Linked DNA regions of Mus musculus: region 1 is linked to region 2. The links are chromatin contacts, called in public HiChIP or PLAC-seq maps. All regions are on one chromosome and are shown on one strand. Each heading gives the region's core, a stretch centred on a gene start, on an enhancer-like site or on the middle of the called end of the contact. The rest is flanking DNA. Distances are from core to core; before and after follow the strand shown.

Evidence for each region. HiChIP or PLAC-seq counts read pairs in DNA pulled down with a chosen protein or histone mark.
Region 1: an H3K27ac HiChIP or PLAC-seq map of trophoblast stem cells shows a contact between it and region 2, with 4 times the contacts expected there. The contact joins two enhancer-like sites. A contact is called at or near these places in 4 of 115 datasets of contacts at active chromatin or transcription factors (bone marrow-derived macrophages, craniofacial prominence, epiblast stem cells and 1 more) and 2 of 9 other capture datasets (adipose tissue and embryonic stem cells).

What each region holds. Positions count from the first base shown.
Region 1 is chr10:94,543,375-94,546,339 of GRCm38.p6, reverse strand. The region is part of intron 1 of Tmcc3 (transmembrane and coiled coil domains 3); the gene reads right to left. Among named protein-coding and RNA genes, the nearest start is that of Gm40743, 30 kb to the right of the region's middle. Within about 2 kb of position 1,314, at least 300 of the 459 cell types and tissues checked have an H3K27ac peak or open chromatin away from gene starts, as enhancers often do. A contact at or near this core is called in trophoblast stem cells, where this site is marked.
Region 2 is chr10:94,007,473-94,010,729 of GRCm38.p6, reverse strand. All of the region lies in intron 1 of Vezt (vezatin, adherens junctions transmembrane protein), which reads left to right. Among named protein-coding and RNA genes, the nearest start is that of Vezt, 27 kb to the left of the region's middle. Within about 2 kb of position 1,924, at least 7 of the 459 cell types and tissues checked have an H3K27ac peak or open chromatin away from gene starts, as enhancers often do. A contact at or near this core is called in trophoblast stem cells, where this site is marked.

The sequences.
Region 1 (2,965 bases), core at 65-2,564, 540 kb before region 2:
GGCCCCTTCTGGTTCCTTAGAGATGTGGGGGGCAGGCAGGGAAGACAGCTATGTTTGAGCCGAGAAGGGAGCTGGGAAAGTGGGGCCCTGTTTTTGAGCCTGGCCACCATTGCCTAATCCTGATCAATGGGAATCTATACCCGACAGCTTCCCTTCTCCCTCCAGTTTTGATTCCAACTAGTTTGCCATCAGTGAGCCAGGTAAGCGGTATTTCCAGAACAACTACTCATGAGATCACCTGGGGCCTCTAACCCTCCTTGCCCCACCCGAGACAGTGAATCAGAATTTCTAGGAGGTTCCGTGTCCTGGGCTGGAGCCCAGGCTGTAATATTATACACAGGGAAGTCTGAGAAGCATCTGTTCAGGTCGAGCTCATTGTGAAGAACGGAACCAGGGCTGACTGAGTGACATAATTTCCCCAAGGTCTGATTAACTATGGCTCGGGGGCCCAGAACGTGGTGAGCTCATTCTTTGCTCACAGACCAATACTGCCTGCTATGTTTAATCATCAGAGTCCAAGTATCTGCGAAGTTTCTGATTCACCGTGAGGCAGCTGTGGGTACGTGACTAACAAAGTCTGAGTTCCGGATGCAGGTCAGAACGTGCCACCCACCGGCTTAGAGGATGACAGACAGGGTGACCTGTCTGATTTGACCGGCCCCTCGGTTTCTTTCACTTTCAGTATCAGAATGAGGGGAAAGGCCTGACTGATTACCCTTGAGAAAGAAAGCAACAAGAAGGCAGGAGCGCAGGCTGATTCAACCACCTCACCGTTGTTTCCTCAGCTCCTGTTAGCACTTTGAGCCAAACAGCTCTGGTCCTGGCAACTGCCAGCCTCTTGTGGTCGTGGTCGGGAGAGAAAGGATGGCAAGCCCTGCTACAGACGCTCCGCTTGTAGACCAGAATCAGCTTTTCTAACTGAGAAACAAGGAGGAGAAGCACTCTGCTCCGCCCCACCCTCCCAGGACCCAGCTTGGAAAGCTCAGAGCAAGCTTTGACTCAGGGAAAGCTCGAGCTGGTTATAATTGCCTCTAATTGGCCCTCCCACACCATCGCACAGTTTACAGCTGTAATGAGTTCCAAAAAGGGATGCCATATATTCTCCTCCTACCTTAAAAACCAGAATCCTTTCCTGCCTAGGTTCTTCACATAACTGCTTGGATTTTTCCTAATACATCAAAAGATATTAAAAGCAAGATCAGTGAATGAATGAAAAGCAAACATGTAAATGTGTTTTCAAAGAGAGAGCCCTGAACCCTGTGACCTCAGGGGCAACGCTGTGGGCCTCATATTGCTAACGGAGACCAAGGACAGCGAACGAGAAACCGATTGCATTCCAGGGCACACGGCCCTCAGAACACATGCATCTCTTCGGACATCTCCCATGTTCTGATTTTTATCTTTCTTGGCATGCTCGGGCTCTCTTTTAATAAAGTCACAACCTCTGTTGCCATGGAACCCAATCAGACATGAAGCCTGTTACTAGGACTTCCCTGCAGGGCAAGAAAAAAAAAACAAAAAAAACAAAAAACAAACAAAAAAAAAACCCAAAAGACTCCAGTGACAAAAAGACCAACATTTTCTTAAAAATCAAAAACCAAAAAAACCCAAAAATCAAAAATCAAAGCAATGAGCCTTTGGAAAGCGTCTGACACCTTTGTGTCGACTAACACTTAAGTTTCACATAGGATAGTTTGAACTCTTAAGCCAAAGCGTGTCAACATTTTATTCACACAAAAAAAAATTAAGCTGGGACTTTACAAAGATATTTGTTTCCAAATAAATACCTGGCAAAGAGGATAAAACTACAGGATTCTCCCATTTTCCCCGCTTTTAGGTGAGCTTGCTCAAGACTGAATAGCTGTTTGGCAAACACGTGTCAGTCAGCAGCTACCAAATTGCAGTATCCATTTCTACCAGCACTAAGGTTTTTTTTTGCCAAGAGCTCGTTATTTCTCTGCAAAGAGAAGATATCTAAACAACACAATGAATCCTCTGCTCTGCCATTATCTGGGAAAAAAAATATATCTGATGCTAACAACAAAGCTATATATGGAAAGGGAGTTAACGTCAGCTGAGTGTCTGTCCTGAGCCCGGCACTTCGCATCTCACCGTGTGACTGACGGAGTTACTACCACCAAGGTTCCGACAGCCTTGAGTAGCTTGATCAAGCTGCCACGCGACAACTGTGCCTGACTCCCAAAGCTAGAGTTATTCATTCATTCTGCCTAGCTTTTATTCTGGCTCTGGGTGCCAAGCATTTGTTCAGCCACTTGTTCTTGATGAGGGAATTCACAGCTTTGGGCAGCCTGTCTCAGAAGAGGGCATGGATTCTATTTTGGCTTCCAGCTGGCTACAGTGGTAAGATGTTCATATTCTACTATCATACTCACGAAGCAGCAGCTACCCCATGGGAGAACCATGAGTGAATGTCCTGTCCGTTTGCCTAGGATGACACAGGATGTGCATCTGTACTGGACTGTTAATTAAGTTAAGGATATTTTACCTAGTAGCGTGTATAGGGACAACTTTCATGGAAAGAAAAATTTTCTCAGCACAAAATTGCCATGAGATACTACTCAGCAGACAGAAAGAGACAGGGAGCGGTGGGGAGGAGATGGGACACCTACAACCTACGTACACTGGCAGGGATGCTCATGACCAACCACTGGAAAACCCTGACATTCCTCAAAGGGTTAACATAGCATCCCTGTGACACCTAGCAATTCTGCTCATAGTTGTCCCACACGAATACCCAACTTGTAAGACCACCTAACCCTAAGTGGGCTGCCTTGCCTTTTGGAATCTCCATAAAAGCTGGACTTGAACGCAGACCCAAAGTCTAAGCTGCATCCATCCCTCTTCCTCCTCCTCCTCCTCCTCCTCCTCCTCCTCCTCCTCCCTCTCAAGGATCCAAGATTATTTAAGTTTTTTGTTTTTACATTTGTTGATTTGTGTGTGTGCG
Region 2 (3,257 bases), core at 675-3,174:
TCTGTAATTGTCTGTTTTCTCTGGATAAAGCTTCTTTAGTGTCGTCTTCATTTAGACCAGTGGTTCCCAACCTTTCTAATGTTGCAACCCTTTAATACAGTTCCTCATGTTGTGGTGACTCCCAACATAAAATTATTTTCATTGCTACTTCATAATTGTAATTTTGCTTCTGTTTTGAATTGTAGTGTAAATATTTGCATCTCCCTAAGGTCTTGGGTAACCCCTGTAGAAGGGTCATTCAACCCCCAAAGGGGTCACGGTCTAAAGGTTGAGACTGACTGATTTAGAGAGCTAATAAAATGTTTCTCAGTGCTCATTTACTGTAATATTTCAGAGTGTTGGCTTTGTGGTCAAATTCTTTATTCAGTCCCATCCTTCTGGCTGAGTAGATATGTTGTATCATCTAGATAAGGGAATAACATTAATAATGATACATTGAGAATGCCCCATAGAGCAGTCAGTGAGATAGGACAAGTCAGATACTTAAGGTTTTGTCACAAAGTTTGTTGTGTCAAAGTTGTCTGTAGCAAATGAGTGACTCATGCAAACCCAAGTCAAACCTTTCCTGGAGCTCCTTTGTCTGCCAGGCGCATGCCTGACAGTAACAGTTACTGCCAAAGAGGGCTATGCCCTAAAAGGACGTTTTCTGGCTCTGTCAGTTCTATACAGACCCTCCAGTAGCAACAGCCAGAGCTCCAATGAAAAAAATTAGCTCCTTCCACCTGCCCCTGAGCCAGTGGTTCATTTGGCCCTTAAAAACATTTCCTTGAGCTGGAGGGATGGCTCAGCAGTTAAGAGCAATGACTGCTCTTCCGGAGGTCCTGAGTTCAATTCCCAGCAACCACATGGTGGCTCACAACCATCTGTGATGGGATCTGATGCCCTCTTCTGGTGTGTCTGAAGAGAGCAGTGGTGTACTCATATACATAAAATAAATAAATAAATCTTTAAAAAAACAAAAACAAAAAGCTCTTTCCTTGCCCTGACCCTCTGAGAATGTCCACCATGGCACATGAGCACCCAAGATTTCCATCCTTTGCTGTTGCTGAGTAAACTAGAGTGCATTTGGAGAGTTTGTGTCTCTCTTCCCTACTTTAGCTGGCAGCTCTGTTGCTGGTTTTGGAGCTGTGTCTCTAACACTGATTGACAGGTTTTTTTTTGTTGTTGTTTTTGTTTTTTTTTTTTCCAGACAGGGTTTCTCTGTGTAGCTCTGGCTGTCCTGGAACTCACTCTGTAGACCAGGCTGGCCTCAATCTCAGAAATCCACCTGCCTCTGCCTCCCAAGTGCTAGGATTAAAGGCATGCGCCTTTTTAAGATGGGTATCTCAGCTGGGCAGTGGTGGCCCACGCCTTTAATCCCAGCACTTGGGAGGCAGAGGCAGGTGGATTTCTGAGTTCGAAGCCAGCCTGGTCTACAGAGTGAGTTCCAGGACAGCCAGGGCTAAACAGAGAAACTCTGTCTCAAACAAACAAACAAACAAAAAAACCCAAAAAACAAAACAAAACAAAAAAAAAAAAAGATTTGCGTATCTCATGGAATGGAATCAAGGCTTTTAAAAAATGTGTTTATTTTTTGTGTATGGATGTTTTACATGACTGTCTGTTTACCAAGTGCATGCTTGGTGCCTGTGGAGGAGAAAAGAGGGTGTCAGATCCCCAAGAACTGGAGTTAGTTATGGACAGTTATGAACTGCCACAGTGGGTGCTGGAGCCAAACCTTGGTCCTCTGCAAGAACACAAGTGCTCTTAACTGCTGGGCCTTTTCTCTACCCACCTCAAAGTTTATTTGTTTTATATATGTGTGTGTGTGTGTGTGTGTGTGTGTGTGTATTTGCTACTCATCTAAGGTAACTTCCTCCATAGATTTCATCTGATAGTAACAGTGTGTTTCTGTTTAATGGAATTGGGATGACTTGGTATTGCATAACAAACTTTTTCTGGGGAGAAGTCAAACACTTGTCTACTCACCCCAGACATGGGGCCCAGGACAGACCAAAATACAGATACCACTAAAATCCAACTTGGTGAAGCAGTGAGTTTTATTGGAGCTACAGGAATACAGGTGAGGGGTCACTTACAGGAGCAGGAATGACTCAAAGACAGCTGCATCACCAAAACCCACCCCCAGGACTGGTGACAGCTCACAAAGCTGGGAGCCTGGAGCAGGCTGCACAGCTTGCAGGCGGCTCAACAAGTTGGGAGAGTGTCCTTTCCAGGTGCCTCAGGTGCTTTAAACCTCTTCCAAACACCACAGCTTCTGCTTCTCCGACAAGTCTGATCTCAAGATGTTCTTTGTAGCTTAGCTTGTCTGAGAGTCTTCTTTGTAGCTCAGCTTTGTCTGAGAGTCTCAGCTTTAATTTCATTCTCTGGCAGGGAGGGGTCTAGTGAGTTTGATCAGTTTCAGGGTCTTCCTGAAGATGTTTTGAGTTGTTTATCTCCCTGAGTAAAGAGCTTCCCTGTAGGGCAGAATGTCTCAGTCTTGGAGGAAACAGGTACACAACACTTGGGGCCAGGGACGGGATCTGTCCCTTAACCTATGCCCGTCTCCCCCCCACCAACCCCCCCATAACTTACAGAAAGATATATGCCTGGATTCTTCTAAATGCTTCCTGGGTTTTTTGTTTGTTTTTGAGACATAGTCTCACTATATAGACCATGCTGATTTAAAACTCAAGAGATTATGCCTCTGCTTTTGCTTCTGCCCCTCTGTCCCTCTACTTCTCAAACATGGAATTAAATGTATGTAGGGATCTCTCTGCATTGAATATAAGTATCCTGTTTTTAGGTGAGACAACTGAAGTAACCATGGCTTATAAATTGTCACAGATTATTTATCTAGTGACAGTCAAGAGTTGGAATTTGAACCTAAACTTTGCTTCCAGAGTTACCTTATTTTAATTTTTTTATTTGTTGTCAGACAGGATCTTAACAAGTGACCCAGACTGGCCTTCAACCTCCTCAATTCTGAGAATATGGGGGTGTTCTGTCACTCCCATCATAAGATGCTTGTATTTTTAACCACTGTAATCTCATGGATTGTTTGGTTTTTAAAAAAAAAAAAGTCTCACTCTCGTATCTGGCATTGCCTAATATGTTGAGTGAACTTGCGTTTTTAAAGGAACTTGAGTTTTGCTTGTAGTGTCAAGCATGGTGGGTAATGTGCATATTAGTGCTAAAGAAAGTGTTATCTACAACATTACACATAATATTATAATGAATATATTTAGGTTTTCTTGGCTTTAAGTAATTACTGTTTC